Regions from separate parts of the Mus musculus genome. Here all the other regions are linked to region 2. The links are chromatin contacts, called in public HiChIP or PLAC-seq maps. All regions are on one chromosome and are shown on one strand. The core of a region is the stretch at or near the end of the contact, and the rest is flanking DNA. Distances in the headings are between cores, read along the strand shown.

Evidence for each region. HiChIP or PLAC-seq counts read pairs in DNA pulled down with a chosen protein or histone mark.
Region 1: a contact with region 2 is called in an H3K4me3 HiChIP or PLAC-seq map of bone marrow-derived macrophages, with 4 times the contacts expected there. The contact joins the promoter of Fam53b here to the enhancer-like site in region 2. A contact is called at or near these places in 15 of 39 promoter capture datasets (the 3T3-L1 cell line, the C10 cell line, the HPC-7 cell line and 9 more), 1 of 15 datasets of contacts at CTCF or cohesin (large pre-B cells), 11 of 484 Hi-C or Micro-C datasets (the G1E-ER4 cell line, bone marrow-derived macrophages, cerebellar granule neurons and 4 more), 17 of 115 datasets of contacts at active chromatin or transcription factors (the 230-238 cell line, the HPC-7 cell line, the SCID.adh cell line and 12 more) and 6 of 9 other capture datasets (adipose tissue, bone marrow-derived macrophages, embryonic stem cells and 3 more).
Region 3: an H3K27ac HiChIP or PLAC-seq map of microglia shows a contact between it and region 2, with 3 times the contacts expected there. The contact joins two enhancer-like sites. A contact is called at or near these places in 1 of 484 Hi-C or Micro-C datasets (liver), 2 of 115 datasets of contacts at active chromatin or transcription factors (CD8 T cells and microglia) and 2 of 9 other capture datasets (adipose tissue and liver).

What each region holds. Positions count from the first base shown.
Region 1 is chr7:132,812,437-132,815,136 of GRCm38.p6, reverse strand. Fam53b (family with sequence similarity 53, member B) reads left to right here and starts at 1,289. Exons shown (of 5, transcript NM_001381858.1): 1 at 1,289-1,556.
Region 2 is chr7:132,698,398-132,701,097 of GRCm38.p6, reverse strand. All of the region lies in intron 6 of Lhpp (phospholysine phosphohistidine inorganic pyrophosphate phosphatase), which reads right to left. Among named protein-coding and RNA genes, the nearest start is that of Lhpp, 89 kb to the right of the region's middle. Within about 2 kb of position 1,292, at least 53 of the 459 cell types and tissues checked have an H3K27ac peak or open chromatin away from gene starts, as enhancers often do. A contact at or near this core is called in the 230-238 cell line, CD8 T cells, the G1E-ER4 cell line and 7 more, where this site is marked.
Region 3 is chr7:132,764,707-132,767,406 of GRCm38.p6, reverse strand. All of the region lies in intron 3 of Fam53b (family with sequence similarity 53, member B), which reads left to right. Among named protein-coding and RNA genes, the nearest start is that of Fam53b, 48 kb to the left of the region's middle. Within about 2 kb of position 1,421, at least 61 of the 459 cell types and tissues checked have an H3K27ac peak or open chromatin away from gene starts, as enhancers often do. A contact at or near this core is called in CD8 T cells and microglia, where this site is marked.

The DNA.
Region 1 (2,700 bases), core at 40-2,539, 110 kb before region 2:
GGCTAAGGTGGTAGTGCTGTGATCAGGTGGCTTTTGGGAAGTGACCGTAAGTGTATTATAGTAGCCTCTGCTTTGCCCATGTGCCTGCCTTCTTTTGACAGAACATGTGGTTCTTATTCCTTTAAAAAAAAAAAAAACATAGCCCTTAACATGTTTCTTAAAAGGAAGTAATGTATTATGGATATTAGCATCTTTGTAGTCTGTGTATTAGCACACTTGGCCTTCTTAGAGTGATTTGATTATGTTCGAATCATCTCTCTGAGGTGAACACACATCCTTCCTTCTGATGAGCATCTTCATCTTATGGCAGAGTCTCTGAAATGAGCTGTAGTTAGTGTGAAATATGTTAGCTTATGCCTTTCTGAAAAGAATAGGTCCAGTGTGGTCACAAACTGAAATATTTCAGCAATAGCCATGAAATCTAATAGTTTCCCAAGTGCACACAAACTCAAAAAGTTAATTGTTCATTTATGTTTGATACTAGGATTGCAACATTGGATTAAAACCAATTAAATGTTCCTCGAAGCAACAGAAAAAGTTTCCTGATTTATGAATAGAACCATTCAAACGGTGCAGACACAATCCATGTAAAGTAATGAGGTGTTTTGTTTTTTTGGCAAAGGGGAACGCAAAACAGGCATAGAGTCTTAAAAAAAACTCTTAAAAATCTTTTTGGATAAGGTTAATAACACACATCAGCAGGAAGGAGTGATGGGAAATCTAGGACTTCATTTCACAAGGAACGTTATCCCCTCCCCCCCCAGGTGAGCTGCACAATGAAAATACTCTGCTTATTCTATCAGGGTTACATTCCTGCACTTGAGTCAACATCCTAAGTTACAGAACTAAACATGCCCTGCCTCTGCTTAGCAACCGCAAATCCTTCCTTCCCCAGTTGCATGTATTTTGGATGTGGCATCTGAAGTACAAATTCCTCAAATTCGATTGCACCCAGAGTCAGGAACAGTGCTTTATTATCCTAAAGTGTGACCGCACCAGAGTCCGTGCCACCTCCCTTTGCGGTCTTGTTCGCCACAGATTCTTTTAAACTGCTAAGCCAAACCCGGAAGCTGGCCATCTGAAGCCCACGAGGCCTGAGTTTCAATCCTGACTTGTGCGGTGCTACTTCCCTGAGCCCCGGCATCCAGGCGTGAGAGGTGCGTGGTGCGGGTTCACTGGACACCCGGCCACACTGACGGAGGCGCGCCGTGGACCCCCCCCCCTCTCCCCGCCCACCGGCGGCTGCGCGCACTGCACCTCGTAGCGGCACGCCGGGCGCCCCGGCCGCGACGCCGCCCGCACAGCGCCACCGAGTTCACGCAGCCGCGGTCGAGCTGCCCGGCGGCAGCAGTGGGCATTGGCGGCCTGGCCGAGGTCGGTTAAAGGGACGAGTTGCAAACAGTTCAGGAAGTGACAAGTCGATTTCCTCCTCCCCGGGAGTCGCTCGGTACAAAGCGCTCGGCGCCGGCCGGAGAGCGTGCGCACGGCGGACGCGGGCGTGCAGCCCGGACGACTTGGCGAGCGCTTGCAGTGACGGCCCGCGTCCGGCGCGCACAGTAAGCGACCCGGCCGGGCAACCGCGCCAGGGGGCTGGTCCGGAGTGGGGTCGGTGCGAGCTCCCCGGCGGCGGCGGCGGCGGGGGAAGTTGGGCTCGCGTGCGCTGCGCTCGCTCTTTCCTTCCTTAATGCTGCTGGCTTTCTTTCTCCCTGTCTCCTTGTTATACGGCGGATCCGGTGGTTTCTACCGGCGCCGACTCTTGCTCGCCCTGGTGCAGGCGTGAGACTTGTCAGCGCGCTGGCGGGGGACGAGCAAACCTAGCGCTGCCGAAAAGTCTGCGCTCCGCCGACCCAGCGGACGGCCGCGGAGACGGCTGCGTCCCGAGCAGCCTCCTCCTTTGAGGCTCAACTTGAGCCCTGGCTTGTGGCAGCAGCGAAGGCGCTGAGCCCCGAAGTTCCGCATCGTTTGCAGACAACTCTTTTGTTCACGGAAGTTTACACCCGCCACCCCTGGGATGCGGGCGCGCAGGGACGACTCCAAGGCTACACGACTGACCCGCGCGGTGTCGATGGGGGTGAGAGGGCGCTCTGCCTAGGGAGGGGGAAGCAGGCGGCGTGGCCGAGGCCAGGGCTTGAGGAGTGGGGGGTCGCCTGTGCCGGCGTGGTTTTTGCACATGGCGAAGAGGGCCGTCCGTCACAGGATACTAGCCTAGTCACATTTTTTTTTTTTTCTTTCTGCCAATCCTTGGTTTGCTAGCCGGTGGGAGTCAGGTTGCCAGCTAGGGGTTTCACTTGGTGGAACCGGGACCAAAGAGACTTGGAAACCCAGAATCCGAAGAGGGTGATTTGAGTTGACCCAAGTGTTTTCTCGACCCCCCCTCCCGCCCCCACATACACAAGCTCCTCTTCTACCCTCAGACTAGGGGAACAGTGCTTGCGGGTGAGTGGGACAAGGGCCTGGAATTGCGTGGGCAGGCTTGTTCTGGACCCTCGCCTTTGGACGCCCCCTGATGCTCCTGACCGCCGGGTTCGTTAACACGTACTGTACTTAGTACCATGGCGAACAAAGAAAAGCTCTTTGCAGCATTTGGTGAATGGGATTCTGCCTCCTATAGGCCACACTCTTGAGTTTTCCATACGGTAAAATTGGGACTCTGGTGTTGGGAAAGTGGCCCCCGTCGTGGGTTGCATTCAGGTCCTGGCC
Region 2 (2,700 bases), core at 43-2,542:
ACCCACCTATCCATCCATCCATCCATCCATCCATCCATCCATCCCACCCATCCATCCATCCATTTACCCACCCACCTATCCACCCATCTATCCACCCATCCATCTATCTATCTATCTATCTATCTATCTATCTATCTATCATCTATCTTATTGGCAAAATGGAGGGGGCTGTGGGAGGGTTGGCCTGGGCTTTTGAAACCCCATCCCCAGGGAAACATCTCCTCCAACAAGGCCACACCTCCTAATCCTTCCTAAACAGTCCACCAACTGGAAACCAGACATTTAAGTAAATGAGTCAATGGAGGCCGTTCTCATTCAAACGACAAAGGACATATGGCTCACTGGCCACTAAAGGGAGTGGAAACATATTCTACAGCTGGCACCTCCTTTGCAGTCAGAGTTCCAATCAACACAGGTGACCAAAAAGTTCCATCTCTTGGCAGCCCAACAGAGCAAGAATGTGGCCAGAGTCTGGTCCACTGCCTTGCCCAATGCTGTGCCATTTTGGCTCTGCAGTGGGAGCACCCCTTCCCCAGACACCCCAGCAGAAGTGGGGTGCATCTGAAAATGCCATACACTATGAGAGCAGACCAGCCCAACCCCCAGCCCCCGCACTTCTCCATGGAAGCAAGGGGGCTGAGGAGGAGGGCAGAGCTCCCAGCCAGCCTGCTGTGTGGTGGTGAGGAGCCCTGACTCACAGTACTACCCAGATGAGCTCCAATACTGTTATGCCCCAGCTTCACCCCCTTCCCAGGGCTCCAGCTGGCTGTTCTCACTCTTACTCCAACCCCACCAGGGCAAAAACCTGTCAGCAAGTCAGCAGAGCTAAGAGTGGGGTGGGGACCTGTGCCCGCAACTGAGACACACCCTCTGTGCATGTGGGCAGCATATGTTGGAGGCTGGGCGTGCAGTCCAGAGGCAGAAGGAGTCATGTTGCCTGTTCTAGACCCGGGGCTCCCAGAGGTCCCTGGTGGCCTCAGCTCCATTTACAGCTGAAGAACCTAGGGTGGGGTTAGGGCTCATCTAACTAAACTCCCCTGAGGCAGACAGTGCCTCAGGAACCTGGAGCCCAAAGCATATTTGTCCTCCAACTGGGAGGGATCAGGGGTCTCCCCCAGCAAGAGGTAGTGCTTGTCAAGCCAGTTTCAAGGGCACTGAGCCCTGATAAGGATAAACTGAGGCAGGGAGTTACCAGAAGTCTCACACATTTTCAAGAGCCACAGACTCAGGTCAGGTAATGGCTGCTGGTTGGGCATGTGACATCCTGGCCTCCCACTTCCTCCCCTGGGCCCTAGGACTTCTGAGTGATTTCTGAGCTGACAGGCAGACAGCAGGAAGCCCTGGTGTGTCTAGGAGAGGAGGGGTGTCCTGCCCTTGAATTTATAGCCAGAGAAGGTGGGTCTCCAAGCCCCTTTCTCTTGTCATTTTTTTGGGAGCCAAGCCTGCTGGTGTCTCAGATATCCCCAACTGCCCTTTGCTTCATTCCCTCTGACCCCATGAAGTGACATTCACAGCCCTGGGTTGTGATGGGAAGACTGTCAGCCAGTATATGAACTGCACTCTAGGTCACGAGGTTCTCCACCTGTGTGGGTACAAACCTTGCTGAGAATCCCCAATAGCTCTGCCCAGCAGTCCATGCAACTGTGGTCTGCATCTCCAGGGACAAGAAACAACAGCTTAAGGGATGGGGACAGCCCAGAGTCCCAGTGGAGTTGGTATGCAACATTTAACCTAACCTAGATCCAGGCTCCTCGGAATGGCTCCTCTGGGAGTTGCTACTGAGCTTGCTGACCTCTGGACAGACCCTGATGTCTGCGGCAGGGGCACCTCTCCCTTCCCTTCCACCTCAGGACCAACTCTCAGCTGAAAAGTGTTTGCAGCTTTGACAATGAGGTGAAAAGAGTCCATAGTTCATGAACGCTAACAAAAGGGCAGGCTGGGGGCCTCTGGGAAGGGCTACCGAGAGCAGCTTAGATCCAGGTCTGGGCAAGGCTGTATCCAGCAGGCAGCTGGCAATGGACACCAGGCCTACTCATAAATTAGTAGTGATGACACCTATCAACCAGACAGAACCCAACCCAGGGATCCATCTGAACTTACTCACAGCGGACATCTTCCTGTGAGGTTCCCACACACCCCAGATGGCAGCAGGGTGAGTGTGGGCAGGAAACAGCTGTTTCTATGATGGTGGTGTCCTAGGAGTCCTCTCTGTAGTCGCTGGCCGTGGCTGGAGTATGGAGCAGGTGTACTAAAAGTCACATACCTACCGAGGATCCTTGGAGTTTCTGGTTGGTACTGATAAAGAGCCTTTCAAAACTAAAAGCCAGCCAGGTATGGTGGCAGGCATCTTTAATCCCAGCAGAAATAGGCAGATCTCTTTGAGTTTGACACCAGCCTGATCTACAGAGTGAGTTCCAGGTCAGCTAAGGCTATATATAATGAGAGCTTGTCTTAAAAACTCAAAACAAAACAACAGAAAATAAGGCTAGAAGCTATAGTCTGCCTTTTTGAGCAATGTGGGGAAACCTAACAGTGGGCTGAGGCTGTAGGCAGCTGTGCAAGGGGACAGGGCCAAGTGCTCCTGTCCCACCTCCACCTGTCTCTACGGCTCATGCTTTATTTTGTTTTGTTTGAGATAGGATCTTTCTGTGTAGTCTTAGCTGTCCAGGAACTCACTCTGTAGACCAGGCTGGCCACAAA
Region 3 (2,700 bases), core at 172-2,671, 66 kb before region 2:
CTCTGAATGGAGTTCCTCAGGAAAACAGTTGGCTGTGTTGAGCTGCACAGGGCTAAGAGATTTCACGTTGAGATTCAGCAGGCTTTGGGTTCTTAACTCAACCTCAGTTGATCACTGAAAATGGCCTGTGCTTGTACCTGTGTGGAGAAGCTGGCATTCGGGGCTAGACAGTTTCCATTGTGGTCAGATGACCAAAACAACATTAAAACCACCACCAGCAATCCCGGCATTACACAGCCGGGGGTTTATGTGTGATTGTGATCCCTGAGCCAGGACCTCCTAGAAGAAATTGCTTATGGACTAATACAGGCTAGTATGTGATTTGTTTCCAGTGAAAAATACATCCACATACAAGTACATGTGTCTGCTTAAAAAAAAAAAAAAACTCTTTACAGTTTGAATTGATCCTTGTTGTGGTTACATATGTATGCGATTTTTGAAATCCACACAGGATGCTTTTCAGTTCATGTCCCTTTTATTGGTTCCAGACAGTGTGTGTGGAGTGAAGTACAGAATGGAAGGAGTGGAGTTGGCCCAGGACAGCTGTCTGTGAGCCTCCTGGGCTGCCCTCTCACAAAGGTGAGGGAGCGGGAGCGGGCTGCCATGGTGCTGTAGGCCAGGAGATGGCTACTGCACTATCTTTGGGTGTCGGCCTCTCAGTGGAGAAGGATAGGCAGTGAGCAAGTCGGGAACATCCTGTCCTAGTCGCAAGAGTATGGCTGTAGGGCCGCAGAGCATGCTCATGTCTGCTGTTTGCCAACTGGGTGTGCCCCGAGGACACATGGCACTGCTCTGAAGCCCAGTTTCACCAGTGGGCAGGGATGCTGTGACGGCCCAGGATGTAAACAGTTGCTTAGAGAGCATGCTCATGTTCTCTCAGCTTCAACAGGGCCCCCAGTGTGGAGGTAACACATCTATTGACAGCTTTCTAAAGGGCTGTCCTCGCTTTCAGTCCCCTTATCTAATACAAACGCAGCTAACCTTGGTGTGTGTGTGTGTGTAGTTTAGAGATCTGTCTGTCTCATGTGCTCTCCATGTGCCCCAAACATGAGGGGATCAAAAAATAGCCAAACTGGCCTTTCCAGCCCTTTGGAACTTTGCTGCTATGGAGAATACTAGTTTCCCTGACATTTGTACGTACTCCTGGGATCTTGGGGGTAGAGCTGAAGGCTCTTGTCAAGGTTGACACAGCACCTTGTACAAATGAAGAAACAGAGGCCTGTGCCTTCAATGTTCAGGGCAGTGCAGTTTTAAAATCTTAGTGGTCCCACCAGCCCCTGCCCTCTTTTTTTTTTTTTTTTTCAAGACTATAGGCTTGCCAAAAGCAGTGAAAGCTGCAAGCTGCTATTTGCAGTCCCCGCCCTACTAATGAGGCAAAGGCCCTGGTAGCCATTACACCCTTATCTTTGTCCCTTCTTTTAGAGCCTAGCAGGTCAGCCTTCCTGTTTTTGCAGATCAGACTGAGTGGAGTATCTACCGTCAGCCCTCCTAACCCTCTTGTCTGTGTGAAATGAACTTGGTGTTTTGTATGACTGTCCTTAAGACATGGCAGGGCCAAAGGCTAAAGTGGAGAAGCCTAGGAGCCTGTTTTCCTGACTCAGCTTCTAGTAAGTTTCCATTCTGGTGACAGCTTCTATCTACACTTCATTAAAAGCAGATGAGAGAGCCAAATGTGATGACTGTAATCCCATCATCTGAGAGGCTCAGAGAGGAGGATTACAGCAAGTTCAAATCCAGGCTGGGTTTCATAGTGAGTTTCAAGTCAGCCTGAGCGCTCTGGTTTTTTTTTTTTTTTTTTAAATCAAATAACCAACTAACCAGGTAAGACCTTGGGGGAAGGCTCAAGTTATTGCCTAGCTTGCCCATTGATGTTCTTGTCAACAGATCAGTTTAGCAAAGCTGCCTTTAGTCTCACACTTAAAGGGCTGGTGAGCTTCTGCCCAAAACAGACGGTCTTTGCAGCCCTGGGGCCAAGTTAGCACACCACAGCCTTGGGGTGGGGGAGCCAATACATAACTGCACCTCACTGTCAGCACAAGTAGACAGGTACGAAATCCAGGAGTGAGTCAGCCACAGGGCTGGCTGGTGGCTTTGCTTCCTGGGGTTTTGAAGGCTGCAAGAATCAGATCTCTTGAGTCTGTATGTAACTACTTATCTAGAGACCTCATTGTGTTATGACTGTATACCACTTTAAAAGAATATCAAAAACACAGCACTGAGATCTCCAGGGCTGTAAAACTCCTCTATCTTTTGAACATAAGAAGTCTTATAGTCCCTCAAGAATCTGGGCCCCTGGGAATTTCCCAGTCTAAGTGCAGAAATGGAAACAAGAACATTTGAGGTCAAATTCTATTTGTGTTCCTCCAAGTGCTTTTCGTTCTTAAAACTCAAAATCTGCATACCCAGCAGCCTCTCCTCTCTGTGGTCAGGGCAGCAGGACTGGCTCCTATAAAATGTTAATCTGCTGTACGTGTCTCTTTCTCTCAAAGAGTAGATGGTCAGAAACTTAAGGCTCAGTCCTTGAGCCTCAGCTTTGGAAGGGATTTTGATCATGTGGTTCACTTGTGGGAGAGCTGGGCCCATGGTATATTTATGCCTGTGTGGTTCATCCTCCTATCCATAGGTAAAGTGATGTGCTGACCCCCCCCACACACACACACACATATTTGTTCACACATTCTCACTGTTGTATAAAGTTCA